Regions from separate parts of the Sus scrofa genome. Here region 2 is linked to region 1. The links are chromatin contacts, called in public HiChIP or PLAC-seq maps. All regions are on one chromosome and are shown on one strand. Each heading gives the region's core, a stretch centred on a gene start, on an enhancer-like site or on the middle of the called end of the contact. The rest is flanking DNA. Distances are from core to core; before and after follow the strand shown.

Region 1 (4,081 bases), core at 264-2,763:
AATAAGAAATATAAAACCCAAAGGGAAAAAACGGGCAGAGGTCCTGACGACCAGAGACATGTTCAAAAAGATGCTTAACTTCATTCATGTTTGACGAATTTAATTAAAAAGACACACAGGTAGAAAAATGAAAGTGAAATATGTCCTGTTTAGCCACAAATGATGGGTTCACTGAAGGCTGCTTCCAAAGGAGGAGCTTAAAGCCCAGTGTGGCCAACACCAAAGCCTTCCGTGAGGTCCAGGTGCTCAGTGAGTGAACCTGTGATCTGCCTTTCAGGGGGTGTTTCTTTCAGACACTTTGAGAAAAGCATTTGTTTTTACCTCTCTAAGGAAAATGGCTGTTGCAAAACCCTGAATTAGGGGCAAAAGCAACCCTATGCTGGAGTGTATGGGGAGAGGTGTGGGAGAGAAGGCCCAGGCCAGGCTCACACGTTCACATTATTTAGTCCGACAGCCTTTTCTCCCTGGCCTGCTTCTCCTAGACACGCTGGGCCACTGCTGCCCTTGGCACTCTGGCTCCCTTCCTCTCTTTGCATCTTTTTCTATCTTAATGGCCCCTGCCTGCCCGTTGACCAGTGTACACACTTCCTATCGAGCAGATGGGCCCCAGCACTGCGCCTGTAGTGCCTACTGGGAGGGCTGTGCTGACCCTGGAGAACATTACCCTCTTCCCTGCAGGCCTGAGAGGGGCCACAGCACACAGTTGTGGGACAGAGCTGTAGTTAAAGTGGGTTTCAGCAGAAACACCCCTTCTTCAGTCCTCCCGGGATGAGGGAGGGTCAGAGGGCAGTGGGTGGCCACCAAGTTGCCATGGTAACAGGGCAGTGGGGCAGGGTGTTTGGGTCAATTGCTGGGTCCTAGTGTCCCCAGCGTGGGCTGAACCCTGGGTGGGGCGGGACCCCTGAAGCAGGAGGTTTGGGCTCAGCCAGCCTGGTCCTATCACCTAGCCACTGCCTCCAGCGGTGAGGGAAGCAGGGAGGCGGTATGGCTTTCCAGGGATCTTTGAAACATATTTAGAGCATCAAGGGTCCTTCCAGGGGAGGTAACTGGCACCAGGGGAGAGCCACATACCTCCGTCACCATCGTCAGCCCCAGCAGGTAGCTGATGCAACATATGAAGGCGATGAAGATTTCCCGGCGGAAACCCTTCCTTAGGAAGGATGGGTAAAGATCAACCAAGGATGTGATCTGTCCTTCCACTTCAACAAACTGGGGAGGAAAGGAGAGGGGTGAGTGGCAGAGCCGAGAGAGGAGGCCTCACCCTGGCGTCCAGGCCCGGTGAGCTCTCCACGTCTCCCCGTCTCTGACCACTGCTCTGAGACCCGTGCTGACCCGCTGCCCCAGCACACTCGCTGGCATGTGTGTTGACATGGCAACCTCCCACTTTGGTCTGGGTCCTCTCTGAAGCCAAGGGTGGTGCTCCCTCACTTCTGGGCCCTCCAGTGCCCAGCCGGGCCAGGAACACAGGCCGCAGCCAAGTTGGGCCTCACTTCCCCATCTGAGTCACCCAGTGGTTTTCAACCTTTTGGGGATCATATGGGCCTGTGGGAGAACTTTACACTTGTGTGTGCACATGACCACATGCCCGTGACTGTGAGCCAAATGCTGCTTGTGACCCCAGGCACACAGCCCTGGGATCCCAAAGGTGAAACAGCCCATTGAAAAGGCCTGTCCATAGGCAACATTCTAGGGTGACTCGTGAGATTTCTAAAACTTTGCACCCGGCAATTTATCCCGGAAGTTTTTCCACACTGACACATGGAGCTGCCTCATTTCCTAAATGGGGTGTAAAGCTCCAGCCTGTGGATATAGCTCATCATGGATCTAACCAGTGCCTGCGGATGGTTTCCAGCTTCTGAGGCTGCTAATCTGAGCAGGACTCTTCCCGTACATCTGTCTTGGGGAGCCTGTGCACAAGAACCCGTAGCACAGTCTAGACGTAAACTTCCGGGTTAAGGGATGCAGATGCATTTAATTTGGGTGGCAACAGCCAAACTGCTCTGCCAACCTGCACAGCCTCAGAGGCCATCTGATGCCTTTAAGAGTGGACCCCTCTGCTCTTTCATCTGGAAGAGGCTCTGGGCCAGGATGTTCCCCAGCCTTCCTACAAGACATGGCCAACAGCTACTCTGAGCCTGTCCCAGGGGAATTAGGAACACACAGGAGCCGGTGCCTTTCATGTGCCCAAAGGGGCCGGGGAGTTGATTCTTCCTCACCAGGGGAAAGATGGTCAAGAGGCCTTTGGAAGGTGTCCAAAGACAACAGGGGGCTGGTGCTTTGAGCTCTGACTGATGTGTCAGCCAAAGGGGTTCTGAGTCTAAATCACAACTGTGTTACAGCAGACCCCCTGCAACTCTAACATGAAGCTTCAGGAAGAGTTAAAAACAAAGGTTCTTTCTTCCCCCTCCCCCCCTTTTTTGGTTCTTTCCTTTTTTGAGATTGGAAAATTAAGGACAGGAAGATCCAGCATCACTGAGAATCAGGGCCAACTCCAGCACAAGCCCCTCAAGTTCACATTCACTGCTGGAGGACACCGCCCCCAACCAGCTTCCCCAGGCTTCCCTCCCTTCACAGCCATGTGACCCAGACTTCTTTGAGCCTCAGCTTCCCTCTCTGTAAAATGGAAGCATCTTGCCTACTCAGCAGATGGGAGAAAGATGTGACATGATGAGAGTAAAGTAACAATTAGGTGACCGCTGTTAAGGAGTGTCAGGGGCTGGGATGGGTGAGTACCTGGGGAGGGGCCCCCAGCTCTCTTCCCCTCCTGCCATTTGTTCACAAACTGTGCCCCACTCCCTGGGCAGGCCGGCTGCTGATGGTATTTGCTGTTGGGAGGTGACATCCCCAACACCTCTTCCCAGGATGGGGCCAGCAATACAATGGCCCCTCAGCCAAACACAGTGCTCCCCAAAGGCTAGGACCCCCTCTAATCCCTGCCTGATACTGGCTGTGGATCTCAGCACAGCCTCAGGAGGAAGCCATGTGGGGGGAAACTCAGCGGTAAGACCAACTAGCAGTGGCTCTGGTCCTTCACCAGCGGTGTGTAGTCTCTGCCAGGTCTGGTGCTGTCTTGGCCTCAGTTTTCTGGGCTCTGGGGACGGAGCCTATGCAGGCATCGAGACAGTGTGTGGATGCAGGAGCTGATGAACCAAAAAGCCAGGGTGGGGTTGGTGGGTAGGGAAGGAAAAGGGAGGGGCTTGTGTTTAATGAGTTTCAGTTTGGGCGGATGAGAATGTTCTGGGGAAGGATGATGGTGACAGTGATGTAAGACTGTGAGAGGACTTAATGGGCTCAATGGGGCCCCTAGAAATGGTGGTGATGGTCAACTCTGCATGGCATGTGTTTGTCACCCATGACACAAGGCTTGGCCTGGAGCACAGCTGCCCTGACCCTGTCACCGCCAGTGCTGTGGACGCGGTCAATGGCATCTGCAAAACCCTCCCTGCCATGTGCCTGAGTTCACGGAGCAGAAAGATGCAGAGCAGGGTCCCCAACTACGCCCAGGCCCCAACTTCCCGGATTCCAATCCTGCCCTGCCCCTTCCCGGCATGCCAACAGGCTGATGGTGGTTCGGGAGAGTGCCAGCTCCCTGCAAGGCTGGCTCTGAAAGCACTGAGGCCCCCCATGTGAGGACCATGGTGAGCCTGGCTCAGCCGCACACCCTCCACCAGGGCCCCCTGGCCTCCCAGGGAGAAGTCTAATGAATAACCACCTCCGCTCACTCGGAAGCAGTTTCACAGCCCAAGAGGCCCATGTGGGCCCAAAGAGATGCCACACTTTGTCACTGATTAACCTCTTTCTGTTTTTGTTTTTTGCTTTCCCTTGGAGCTCTGGAAGAAGTTATAAAAAGCCTTTTGCTTGGGGCCTCAGAAGGCCAAGCTCATTAACTAGGAATGATTGATGGAAGCCTCTTGCTGTTTACACAGCTCAAGCCCATCAACACCCACACGAGGATTTTGTTTTCAGTCTCCCAAATGTTTTCCTTCTGTCTTCTCTGCTAATCCGGGTCCTCTTTTTGCCAAATCCTTCACTCTGCTCTTGACCTTGCTAATTGACCGTCTCCTCTCTGCTGCCTGACCTT
Region 2 (3,599 bases), core at 389-2,888, 240 kb after region 1:
GATTATATTTAGCAGGCAGTATAGAAAAATACTGGTTGAAAGCACTGGCTTTGGAGTCAGGCAGTGTGGGTTCAACCCCTGACTTTGACATTCATGAACTGGGTTTAAAAACCATCTCTAATTCTGTTTCCTTGTTTACAAAATGAGGAAGCCACAATCTTCCCTTCATGAAGATGGCTAGGATGACTGGGGTCCATGTGGAAGGGATGGTTGAAGGGAAGGGTGAGTTGATAAGATTATTTAAGGAGAGCTGCTTCGGGGATTACATAGGGTCATTGGAGGAAGGTGACTGAATGTTACAGTCTCTATAGCCTTAAAGGGCTAGATGCAAAAAAGAGAAAGGAAATCCTGACCTCAACTGCTTCCATCTCCAGATCAACAGATGTTTGTTAAAGACCAGCTAGCCAGTTACTAGATCAGTGATACAGGAGTCAGTCCCTACCCTCAAGGAGTTCATTCTAGTGGAGAAAGGCATATAAGTAAGTAATCATAATACTGTAAGAATATATACATGACAGAGACCTACCTCCCACTGTCCATCCTTTTTATCCTGTAGCTTTAAGTACTGCCTTTTCAAAAGGCCTCCCAGACCATCCAATTAATTCACTCAATGAATATTTGTTGAGTGTTTCCAGCACTGTTCTAAACCCAGAATAGTGAACAAAACAAGACTCTTGCTCTCAAGGGACTCACATTCTAGCTGGGGGAGACAGACATTAAACAAGGAACCATATACTCAATATGAACAAAGAACATGCTATGAGGAAAAATAAGGCAGACTGGGAGAGTGCATTTTATGCAGGTGGCCAGAGACCTATTCTTTGATATGAGGTGAGATTTCAGTAAACAGCTGAAGCTGCGGCCTAATCCACAAAAACATCTGAAGAAGAGCATTTGGAGAAGACGGGACAGCAGGTGAGAAAGCCTGAAGGACCATCAGTTATTCTAAATACCAGCTCCCTGTCTCCTGCCTACCACATCACAGTTTCCATATGTTTCGCATATTTATGTTTACTTGTTATCTGTGCTCCCTCGAATATAAGCCCCAAGTTGGGCAGGTATCTCCCAAGTCAATGCCGATGTCCCTGGTATTTAGAAAGGTTTCTAACTATACAAAGGTGATACTCACTAGTGTTTGTAGACCCTGTAATCATTGTTGCGCTCAGTAATGACAATAACCCACTAAATGTTTTATTAGCCTTTCTATCAGAATCCCGAGAGCTCCGTGAGGCAGGCAAGGATAATGGTTCTCATTCTACAAATCAACGTGAGACTCAAGAGAAAGGAAGTGAGAAGAGTGAGGAATAACTAATTTTCAGGAGGGTTTTGAACAACAAAGGTCTCAGGGCCTGAGGCAAAATTCGGAGGGGGCGCGGTTAACCAAGAGGCAGGTTAAGGCCGTGATGACCCAGAAAGAGGCGGCGTGACAGGCCACTTTCTCGTGAGTTTGGGAAAAGCAACCCTGAGCTTGGGGAAAACAACCCTGGTAAACAAAGCTGGGCACACCCTGGCCTGGACAGGGAGAAGCCGCCCCAGAGCGAACTCTTCAGAAGATACTCACCTGGTCCACGTCGTCCGCCATGTTTCAAACCCTGCGCCCTTTCCGTCCTCTCGCGAGGGCACGAGAGCTGCTCCCTATGCCCACCCCAGTCTCCGGAAACGTGAGGACTCTATGCACTGGAAGTAGAAAGAGGTTGGTTTTACAGCTTCTTGCTTCCTGCAGCTTGCATTGGTCCCTTTGAGGCTGGGGCGGAGCTTCAGCCTGGGCGCAGGCGGGAATCTACCGGAGGGGGCGTGACCAGGCCCTGCACCGCCTGGGGGCGGGGCCGCGCGCGAGCTGCGTCCCGCGGAGACGCGGTGCGTCACGCTCTAGGCGAGTCTTGCCCGGGCAGAGATGGCTCCAAAGCGCTCGGCGGGCAGGGCGCCGCGGGGGCGCAAACTGCGCGGCCAGAAGGCCAAGGGCGAGGGCAAAGCCCGGCGCGAGGAGAAGGAGGCGGGTATGAGCCAGGCTGAGTTGGGGTTGGTAGGGAGGGTGGAAGAGGTTTGGGTGGGGGTAGCAGGAGGCCGGCTTCCTGGAGGTGTGAGCGAGGCATCCTCCCTCCCACCTGCGCTGGGGGCGGTGTTCCGGAGGCCTAGGGAGGCTGGGGGTGTGCACGTGCCCAGGTGCTCCCCGGCGGCCCTGCGCCTTTGCTCTCCTGGCCAGAGGTGATGCGCCCTGAGACGTTCCGCTAGAGCCCAGCCGACCGCGAGTTCCTCTGCGTAGCCTCTTTCTGCTCCTTTTCGCCCCCAGGATGCAGGCGGAAGCAGGGGGCTGAATATGTGAAAGGTACTGCTATTATGTTGTGTCGCCACGAGACGAAGGGACCAAGACTTAGAGTGCTGTGGTGTGTGGAGAGTCCCAGATTTGGATCCCACCTGACAACGTGCATATCGAGTAGGCTGCTTATATTTGTCATGCGCAAAGCAAAACACTTGATTTCCCCTTTAAACCTATCCCTTTCTTACTTTTACCCCATATCAGTCTTTGACCCCTTCATCACTTGTTAAAACAAACTCCTTTTCCCTCCAACACACATCCAGTCCTTCAGAAAGCAAATCCTATCAGTTTAACCTCAAAACCATATCTCAAATCTCTCCACTTCTCTGTTTCCATGGCCACATACCCTGTCGAAACCACCATCACTTTTCAGTTGAACGACTGCAGTTGCCTCTCTACGGGTCTCCCTACTTCTTTTCATCCCCCTGGAGGAGTTTTCTGTGCTGCAGCGCAAAGTACCTTAAAAAAAAAAAATCTGATTTTGCCATGCTCCCACTTCAGACTCTCTGTGTCTTCCCATTGGCATAACAGCCTCCAGATTCCTCACCTTGGCCTACAAGACCCTGTATGATCTGGCTGCTGCTGCCTCTCCTGTTGTCTCTTCCTAGTCTTCTTTGCCAGGTACCTTCCTTCTTGGCCTCCTCACACACACCATGTGATTCCTCACCTGAGCCTCTGCCTAGAATATTTTTCCATGGCTTTGCTGTAGCTGACTTCTCTTCCTCCTGGTCTCAATCCAGGTATTCCTTGAATGTCCTAAGATGGTCTTTTCAGGTGCACCTTATCACAGCTTCTGTCACATCTGTAATGACCTTGTTAATTTATTTGCTTCCTGTTTGCTCTCTCTTACCAGAATTGAAAGTTATAAAAACATCTTAATTTTCTTATCTTGTTCTTTTCCCCTTCCCTGCATATACCAAATGCTTGATAAATAGTTTGTCATTGCATAATACATGTATGCTGTAGAAGGGATTTCTGGGGTTCCTGATATAACTGGGTAGACAGTTAAACTAAGTCACCAGCAAGGTCTCCTGTGACACTAGATTCAATAATTCTGTGATTCTGTACATATTATAAGGCCATCGTCCATTAGGAAATAGTAAAACAGTAACCATTTATAAACTTAAAAAGTGATTCATCTCACAATTAATACTGTGAGTTCCGTTTTATTCACTTAGTCATAAAATAAACATTCCTAATGTGTCAGTACCTAACGTGTGCTGCACACAAACTGGGAGACATGGGACTTAGAGCTTTCTTGGAGGAGCTTAGGGTATGGTAG

The links. HiChIP or PLAC-seq counts read pairs in DNA pulled down with a chosen protein or histone mark.
Region 2: a contact with region 1 is called in an H3K27ac HiChIP or PLAC-seq map of alveolar macrophages. The contact joins the promoter of LSM3 here to the enhancer-like site in region 1. A contact is called at or near these places in 1 of 5 promoter capture datasets (fetal skeletal muscle), 26 of 47 Hi-C or Micro-C datasets (adipocytes, adipose tissue, alveolar macrophages and 16 more) and 2 of 2 datasets of contacts at active chromatin or transcription factors (alveolar macrophages and skeletal muscle).

What each region holds. Positions count from the first base shown.
Region 1 is chr13:70,103,933-70,108,013 of Sscrofa11.1, forward strand. It overlaps SLC6A6 (solute carrier family 6 member 6), which reads right to left. Exons shown (of 13, transcript NM_001319102.1): 9 at 1,072-1,209. Among named protein-coding and RNA genes, the nearest start is that of SLC6A6, 28 kb to the right of the region's middle. Within about 2 kb of position 1,514, at least 2 of the 83 cell types and tissues checked have an H3K27ac peak or open chromatin away from gene starts, as enhancers often do. A contact at or near this core is called in alveolar macrophages and retroperitoneal adipose tissue, where this site is marked.
Region 2 is chr13:70,347,042-70,350,640 of Sscrofa11.1, forward strand. LSM3 (LSM3 homolog, U6 small nuclear RNA and mRNA degradation associated) reads right to left here and starts at 1,639. Exons shown (of 4, transcript NM_001244928.1): 1 at 1,562-1,639. The coding sequence starts at 1,582. XPC (DNA repair protein complementing XP-C cells) reads left to right here and starts at 1,800. Exons shown (of 15, transcript XM_021069376.1): 1 at 1,800-1,997. The coding sequence starts at 1,895.